Regions from separate parts of the Mus musculus genome. Here region 2 is linked to region 1. Evidence: chromatin contacts called from public ChIA-PET data. All regions are on one chromosome and are shown on one strand. The core of a region is the stretch at or near the end of the contact, and the rest is flanking DNA. Distances in the headings are between cores, read along the strand shown. Region 1 has its middle 30 kb from the start of Mup20. Region 2 holds the start of Mup3 (major urinary protein 3).

Evidence for each region. ChIA-PET counts read pairs in DNA pulled down with a chosen protein or histone mark.
Region 2: an H3K27ac ChIA-PET map of liver shows a contact between it and region 1, with 8 times the contacts expected there. The contact joins the promoter of Mup3 here to the enhancer-like site in region 1. A contact is called at or near these places in 5 of 484 Hi-C or Micro-C datasets (liver and nephron progenitors), 4 of 115 datasets of contacts at active chromatin or transcription factors (embryonic stem cells, epiblast stem cells and liver) and 1 of 9 other capture datasets (embryonic stem cells).

What each region holds. Positions count from the first base shown.
Region 1 is chr4:62,021,364-62,026,144 of GRCm38.p6, reverse strand. It overlaps a transcript of Mup20 not described here. Among named protein-coding and RNA genes, the nearest start is that of Mup20, 30 kb to the left of the region's middle. Within about 2 kb of position 2,829, at least 8 of the 459 cell types and tissues checked have an H3K27ac peak or open chromatin away from gene starts, as enhancers often do. A contact at or near this core is called in embryonic stem cells and liver, where this site is marked.
Region 2 is chr4:62,085,366-62,089,600 of GRCm38.p6, reverse strand. Mup3 (major urinary protein 3) reads left to right here and starts at 2,284. Exons shown (of 7, transcript NM_001039544.2): 1 at 2,284-2,477; 2 at 2,668-2,801; 3 at 3,569-3,642. The coding sequence starts at 2,370. It overlaps Gm12909 (a long non-coding RNA gene), which reads right to left and starts at 993. Exons shown (of 3, transcript XR_881342.3): 1 at 1-993.

The DNA.
Region 1 (4,781 bases), core at 1,580-4,079:
ACTACTCATGGTCGAAAAATGGAAGTAGAAACAATAAATAAATCACAAAGGGAGAAAACTTAAGAGATAGAAAGCATAGGAAAGAGATCAGGAGACATAGATACAAGCACCAACAACAGAATACAAGAACTATAAAAGAAAATCTCAGGCACAGAAGATACCGTAGAAAACATTGACACCACAGTCTAAGAAAATGAAAAATGCAAAAAGATCCTAACTCAAAACATCCAGGAAATCCAGGACACAATGAGAAGACCAAAGCCAAGGATAATAGGTATAAAAAAGAACAAAATTTCACAACTTAGAAGGCCAGTAAATATTTTCAACTAAATTATAATAGAAAATTTTGCTGACCTAAGAAAAAGATGCCCATAAACACACAGGAAGCAGACAGAACAACAATAGATTAGACCAGAAAAGAAATAGCTCTTGTCACGTAATAAGCAAAACACCAAATGCACAAAACAAAGAAAGAATATTAAAAGCAGCAAGGGAAAAAGGACAAGTACCATATAAAGGCAGACCTAACAGAATTACACCAGACTTCTCACCAGAGACTATAAAAGCCAGAAGATCATGGGAAGACATCATACAGACCGTAAAAAAACACAAATGCCAGCCCAGGCTAATATGTCCAGCAAAACTCTCAATTACCATAGATAGAGAGACAAAGATATTCCATGATAAAAACAAATTTACACAATATCTGTCAACAAATCCAGCTCTTCAAAGGATAATAAATGTAAAACTCCAACACAAGGAGGGAAACTACACCATAGAAAAGTCAAGAAAGTCATCCAAGAAAGTAGACATCAGGAAAAAAATTGTTCTGGGCCTCAGATTAGAGATTCCCCTGAGTTAAATATCCTTTTATTGGAATGTTCCTATGACATAGGGTGCTAAGCAAGTAGATTTCAGTAACTCCAAGCATCCTCTGATATACCCCAAGTGGCCATAATTTACTGGGTTTCTAAAAGTGAAAGACCCACATCATGAGGACTCCCCCACATTTTGACTCAGGAGAGGCGACACCCCAAATCACACAAGAAACGGTCTTGCTGCAAACTGCAAGAGGACTTTTATTCAAGAGCTCTTGGGCCCATGGTCATATACCACACAGGGGTAGAGGACCATGGCGCCCCGAGTAGCTGGGTAAGGGGGTATTTAAAGGAAGAAACCACAACTCAAGGAAGTGGGGAGGGTGTTGTTGGAAAATACCAAAGATACCAGTTAAGAGTCCCAAGTAAGTGCAAAGTCACAAGAGTCACAAGGAATACCTGGTAATTGTTCTGGTTATCTCTCAAGACAGTTTCTAAGAGCCCTTAACAATAGCACATTTGCATAGTGGGTTCCGGAAATGGTAAGAGTGACTTTCTTTGAATGAACACTCTTTGAACCCTGGAAGCAGGAGGGTGGAGGAATGTCTCTGTTTTATAATTAGCATACCTTTGAGTATTAAGTCACAGAGGTCACATTCCCAAGCCTGGGCCTAAAGGCCTAAAATTTTGTTTTTACATTATACTTTCAAAAGGAAAGATGTGATTGGATAGGAAGGATGGCAAGAGAAATAATGAGCAAAGACAAAGTTCTCTGATCAAGTATCAGTCTTTATTGTATGGCACTGAATACATATGGGAAAAACCACGGACCCATCCCTTTGTTTTGGCTGAGTTCTTTTGTTTGTTTAAGCTGGAATGAGCTGCAAAATAGGCTCTTCAGCAGCTCAGTGGTCTAATAGTTCTCAGTTCTCTGGCAGGAAGATGTAAATGTAGCAGAACCAGATGCCTGGCTCCAGTGTCATAGACTTGTTTATCCAGCTTAAAACTGGGGGCAGGGAGTGACAGTTCCTCCCTTTTTATTTATTAAAAATTACCTTGACTTGGGCATAAAATTTATTAATGTTTCATGTCCCTGTCTGGGAATTATGGTGGCTTGTGGCTGTGCCTGCTTACGTCTGAATGCCTATACTTCTTCTGACCCATCCTGGAGAACAAGTGCAGTTTGTTTGTGTTTAATTGCACAAGCATGGTCTTTTAGTGTTTATAACATACAAACATGGCCTTTTGTCACATGCCTCTGTCTTAGGTTGATAAGAGTCATAGAATCATCAGTGGCCCGTATTTGGCTACTGGAACGCATAACACACCTTTCTCCCATTCAGCCCAAAGCCACAATATGCGCTCAATGCATGTCTTCATAGTGATGAATAACTGCCATATCTGAGCTTTGCTAAAGGTGAAACTGTTTAGAAGTAACCAACCTGCTTAAAATACAAAGTGAAAAGTTAAAAAGAAAAGCATTAAAGTCCTCTGTGGGGATGTCCCATACACTCAATTCAATTGCAAATTAGCAAAGATCAGTCCCAGGGCCTGGCCTTCTAGTGTGGGGGAGGTGGCTTTGAGAATCAACAGAAAAAACTGTTACTTCTCAGGTCAATAGTGGTAAGAGTTAGATAAGCTGGCTGATAAAGATTTTTTAGCTGTCTTCGTAATTGGAATATCCAACATTGGATTTATTTCTAGATCAGTCAGTCCATCATTGAGTCAGAATAACTGGTCACATTAAAGGAAAGAGAAGAGTAATTATAACTCCTCATTTTGATTAATTTTTCTAAGTCAGTTTCGACAGTATCTATGTTCTCTGTCCCACAAGGTATCAAAGCTTGAAGAAAGGCAGCTTAGCATCTCATATCTGGGACATAGGCAAGCAATGGTAGGTCAAGAACATACACTCAATACAGCTTTCCTGTCACCACTGTCAGGGCACTCAGCAAGCTCACAGCTCAGCATTATTCTTTTGTGTCGTCATATCACACCAATCACTCTGGCAGCAAGCATGACCCTGAAACACTCTGCAGAAAAAACACAAACATGCCCTCTTGCCCATCTAAATACCTGATCAGGATCATGCCATATACCAATAAGTAGATCTTTCCATCTCACCTAGGCATGAGTATTCCTAGCTGTAGGATGCTATTGACACGCAGCAAAGAGTTCCTTGGCATCCAAAATTTTAAATTTTAAAAATAAAATGCATGATTTAAATAATGTGCACCAGGATATAATCCTGCTTTTTTGTTTTTTAAGAAGATATTGTTTTAAAGTCCAACAATGCCTTGTCCTTGAGAATTATATAAAATCCCAGTAACAAGGGTAACATTAAATTTTTAACAAAACATCTCAAATGGTTGACTGTAATAGCCCGTCCCATTTTCTGTTTGATCTGATTTGGAACACAAAGCATAAAAAAAGTTAATGTAGGCAATTTCTAATTACAGTTTTAGTTCCTTTTCTTGTTAAAGCAATTACAACTAGAAAGCCTGAAAATGTGTCAATAGTCACATATACATATTTTATGTTTCTAAGATCAGAAATATGAGTGTCCCTTTGCAATAATTGATTAAGTACAAGTCCTCGAGATTTTAACACCATTCATTGGAACAGATAGAAATTGAGGTCTCTGAGAACAAGTCTTTATAATTTGACATGAACATTCTCTAAAAAAAACCAAATTATTATCTCAAGCCATTACTATTTTGATGATGTAAAAAATGAGATTATATGACCAATTGTTCTTGTTTAAGGCCTATAATTTTCCTAAGATACAAATCTGCTGTGCCATTGCCTTAAGGGGTCTTGTCCGGGCAGTACAGGATGAGTTCTTAAAGGTCCAGGGACACTCCTTTAAAGGAACAGTATTTTCTCTTAACTTGAGTTGTATGTGCATAAACAGTTGCAAAATTTGAGAAGTAGCAGTATCTAAGAAAGGAACAATTTCAGCAACTGTGAGCCAATGTGTGTGTGTGTGTGTATATATATATATATATATATATATATATATATATATATATATATATGCTATCCGTATAAAAATTAAAAGTTGGTTTTTCTTTTTCAACATTTCAAAACACTGGCTACAGCACAGAATTTAATTATCTGTGCTGAAGTAGGAAGAAACTCAAAAGAATATACATGTGATCCAATCACATATACTTCTCTCCTATAGAAGAGCTGTTTATAAATACAGTAGATGTACTCTTTATAGGATGCAAACATCAATTTTCAAGAAATAAAAAGCATGCATAGAAGCAAATTTTAACTTATCTTTGTATAATGATTATAAACTTACCTAAAAGTTTACTATGCAATAGGCCAAATATCAATATTCCTCAAAAACCTATTTAATTTCTGTTTGAAACAAGGAATAGGTTTCTTGTCTGGTTTTTAAGACTTTTTTTCTAAACTCCCTTCATGATTCTATCCTACATTATTTTTTATTAACACCATGACAGCTTCATAAAAGGATGTTAAAACTATACTTGGAGATGAAGAAAGATGATTTCACATAAATACTTCCTTTACCAAAGAATTGCTGTTGGCTCATTCAGTAACTAACTAAAATAAGCAGTTAACATTTGATTACCATTGATTAAAATTGATAACACTTGATTACAGAAGCTTCCTCTACTTTCTGAAAGGTTTTTGTTTCTCACCAGTAAATTTGCATATCCCTGGATAACATCTAACAAAGGCTTAGATCCTCCTGTGGTGAGATTAAGGTGAGGTTTTAGTCAATTGACATCTCCTGGAACCTTTAGAAAATAATTTGAAGTAAGCAAATCATGTTTTCTTTCTTGAATTTTCTGTACCACAATTTTTCTAGGATATAACTGAAGCCCCAAATATTGAAAAAGATATTGCTTTTTGAATCTTTTCTGGAGCAACAATTACTCCAAAAATCTTCAAGCTCATTGTGTAAGAGCAAAGGTTTATACTAAATTT
Region 2 (4,235 bases), core at 1,035-3,534, 64 kb before region 1:
CAGGCTTTCTGAATGCGTTATTTGTTTAATTTGTTGAGTGTGAGACACAGGTCAAGGGCATTAAATCATTTTCCTATTAGTTTCAAAAATGCTACTTAGTTACAAACTGGCTGTTTGTTGGTTACAGGTAAACTTCTTAAAACCCTAACCCACACACTTTGTCTAGTCATTTCTTGACTCCTTCAGCTTTTCAGTCACATGAACAGTCTACACATGCTAAGGAGTGTTAACATGCTTAGTGACAAGGAAGGTGCCTGAGCTGAAGTCGGGAGTGGAAGGAACTCATTGTTGCTTTCTGCTGTAGAAGTAACTTCTAGTTCATTACTAGAAAAGCAATAGTCCATAGCCAGATGAGGTGCTACCACCCATAATCCCAGCATTCAGGAGGCTGGAGCAGGAGGATTGCCACAGATCTAAGACCATTCAGAAGCTCAGTGTAAGCTCAAGTCCAGTGCAGATCTCACATTAAATAGCTGGTCAGGGCTGCTTTTAACCCCACCACTGGGTAGATGGTGGAGACTGGAGGATTGCTGGGACTGGTGGACATCCAGCCTATCTGAAACACACTAATTCCCAGATTCAGAGGGAGACCCTTACTCGAGGGGATGATGTAAAAATAGATAGAGGGAGACAATTGATGTCCTGTGCTGATTTCTGCATATATTATCAAAAGCATTAGTGTGTTCACAGGTGTGCACATATCAATGAAAAATGGAAGAGGGTGGAAAGAAGAGGAAGAGGAGGAGGAGGAGGGGAAGGAGGAGGAAGAAGAGGAGGAGAGGGAGGAGGAGGAGAAGGGGGGAAGAATGTGATAATCCCCTAGTAGAGCATCTACCAAACCCTTGTAGACCAAAGAGAGCCAGTTGTCATTGCCACATTCAATCTTGGGCCTCACCAACTCCTCTTATTTTAAAGAAACCATGTGCAGTTTCTTTGCTAGTATCTGCCAGTCTGACATGTCTGGAACTCTATAGCACTATCTATTCCTCTTTCCCTATTTAACCATTCCCCCCTACATTGTAAAACATCCTGACCTCTGTAGTGGAGTCAATAAGAACAAAGGCTCCTGAGTTAGAGAGTCTTGGGTTTAAATCTAAGTTCTCACATTGACTGACTATATGACCTTATGCAGTTACTTAATCTTTCTGAGTCTTACTAATACTATGGTAAGAAGAATAAAATAGTACATACCATATAAAACTGATTCAAAGTTGAAGTGAAGCATATCAAGTATTTGCCTCATTCTTGAATTCTTTATTTCCTCACATCAAACAGTAGTTTATGTTTCTAGTTCAAGGGTAAATGAAATGTCTACTGATACAAAATATGTTCCAATTGTAACTGTATGTCTTTGGGAGCATGATTTTTGGCATGATTTGTACTTGGACCTCAATCAGCAAATACAACTTTGCACAATACTTACGTTTTTCATTAATGAGATTATGTCCAGTCAGTTGAATTCCAGTGTTCTCAAAGGTAAACAGTTGTTGCAACCTGGCTACTGACAACAGTTAGGATTCTGAGGTCAGTGCTATCTGTTTAAATTTTGAAGCCTTTTGGGAGGCTACGGCTATTAGCTTAGCCATGGAAGACTTTTCTTGATAATCCTTTTTTTTTTAATTTAAGATTTATTATTTTTATGTATATGTGCCTAAAAGTGTTTATATGTACTATATGTGCACAGGAGGCCACAGGGGTCAAAAGAAAGTAGGTGATTTCCTGTAACTGAAGTTAGAGTCGGTTATGGGATGCCACATGAGTGCTGGTAATTGAACCTGGGTTCTCAGCAAGAACACGTTTCAAAGAATCGGACTCCTTCTTCTGACTTCCACTGCACCAGGCCTGTGCATGGTACTCAGGTACACATGCAAAACCAATGCTCATACCATGAAAAATAAATGAATCTTTTGCAAAAATTGAGTGACTCAACTCCTTCCACAGTCAAGTCTTAAAGCAAAGAATCTCTACATCTTTGACTTTCTAGTGTCAGTCCCCACCCCCTCCAAAACTGACTTTCTGATTACAAGCAAGATCCAAAGTTGCATCTAGTTCCAGATGGCAGCTCTCTAAAACATTCACTGTTCTCATGGGAATATGTTTTGTGAAATGTAAGACTACTAAATCAATCCATAGGTGATGAGATTGCCAAGTTTGAAAAGGGCAGGAATAATCCTTGGCCTATCATCAATAAGTGAAAAAACATTCCACAAAGCCTGACTGAGGTAATGCAGACCCATACGGGAAGAAAAAAAAGTCCACTGAAACCAGAGAGTATATAAGGACAAGCAAAGGAGCTGGGGAGTGGAGTGTAGGCACTATAACCTGAAAGACGTGGTCCTGACAGGAGGACAATTCTATTCCCTACCAAAATGAAGCTGCTGCTGCCGCTGCTTCTGCTCCTGTGTTTGGAACTGACTTTAGTCTGTATCCATGCAGAAGAATCTAGTTCTATGGAAAGGAACTTTAATGTAGAACAGGTAGGATCAGTGAATAGTAATTCAGAATGGGCTTTGGGGCAGAGACAGTATACTAAGTATTTTGACAACTGGCATGAGATCTACCCCTGTGTATGCTCAGGCCTTAACCCATAGTGCGGAGTTCAAATAGAAACATGTCTGTGAGGTTTCCCTGCCCCTTCTCCCCTAAACCTTTTCTTATCTCTTACAGATTAGTGGGTATTGGTTTTCTATTGCTGAAGCCTCTGATGAAAGAGAAAAGATAGAAGAACATGGCAGCATGAGAGCTTTTGTGGAAAACATCACTGTCTTGGAGAATTCCTTAGTCTTTAAATTCCATTTAATGTAAGTGAGATGCTCTTGGCTGAGAAAGAGGAAATGAAAACCTGGTATGGTCTCATGCCTACAAACACACTTGGGGTTGCAGAGAGATAACTCTCAGTATGCACATGTGCACACACGTACTGAGCCTGTATCCAAAACTAGAATGCTCCATGTGACACTGAACCAAGATCTCATAACCAGGGGTTTTACAAAAGTCAGAGACAAGGGTTGGTGACAGGAATTAATTCACTAGGAGTTCGATAAGGAAAGATCAGAGACACTGCTGATACCACATTAATGAGACAGTATATCACAAGTTAAGATTATGTGATCATGAATTAAAATTTTCTTACTAGTTGTTAGCCAAATAAATCCACCCTATTCTACTTGTGTTTTCCTGCAGTAAAGGAGAAAATAATAATTCTCCTCTGAGGATCTGGGAGCCACATCAGGCAACATTACAGAGTGCTGATTTAAGGCAGATGGTGGCTATCTGGCTGATAATCTACACCACTGGCTGAAGCACAGCAATGGTGAAACTTGGAAGTAGTTGCAGTTGTAATAGGGATGAGAAGTGATTGTCGTTTTCTTTTTTAAAATAATAGGCAAATTTGTGATTGCTAAAACATCTGATATAAATAAAATAACATAAACAAAAGCTTTTTGCTAATTTTACAAATAAAGTCAAAAGTAAAATGGAATAAAAAACTGGAGATATATATAGTGTAGATGGTCAAGAAGCCAGACAGATCAAAATCCCTTATATAAAAGATCACTCTATTTTACAGTGTAAATGAAGAGTGCACCGAAATGACTGCGATTGGTGAACAAACAGAAAAGGCTGGCATATATTATATGAACTGTAAGTATATAAAAAGTCTATATATCTATTCATAAGGAGTTAAGTAAACCTTAATACCTTTATCCTCTCTCTCTCTCTCTCTCTCTTTCTCTCTCTCTTTCTCTCTCTCTCTCTCTCTCTCTCTCTCTCTCTCTCTCTCTCTCTCTCTCTGTGTTTATTTTGCTGGAGTTTGAATTCAGGAACTTGCACCTACTAGTCAAATGGGGGCCATCTAACAGCTAACACCCTGTCACAGGCAAGTGGGATAAGTAGGGGGGAGATGGAATCTATATGATACTGCCCAGTTGCTGGCACAGGTGCACATCACTCAGGGTACAGCAGCAGACATTTGATACAGCAAGCTTATAAAAGATAGAAACATGTTGCTTGAAGTTGCTGAGGGAGGTAGATAATCCTAGGAGATGATGAGAGAGTGGTGCTCCTGTACCTGACAGTTCACTAGTGGTCTGAAACACTCAGAGTCGCTATTCTTAGAAGTTCCTTCTTGAAGTTCATAAAGCTACAGACAGTAAACATCAGACAATTCACCCATCTCTTCCAGGATCTGTATTTTAATGATTTTATGTTTGGGGTAGAACAAGAAAAGGTTTTCC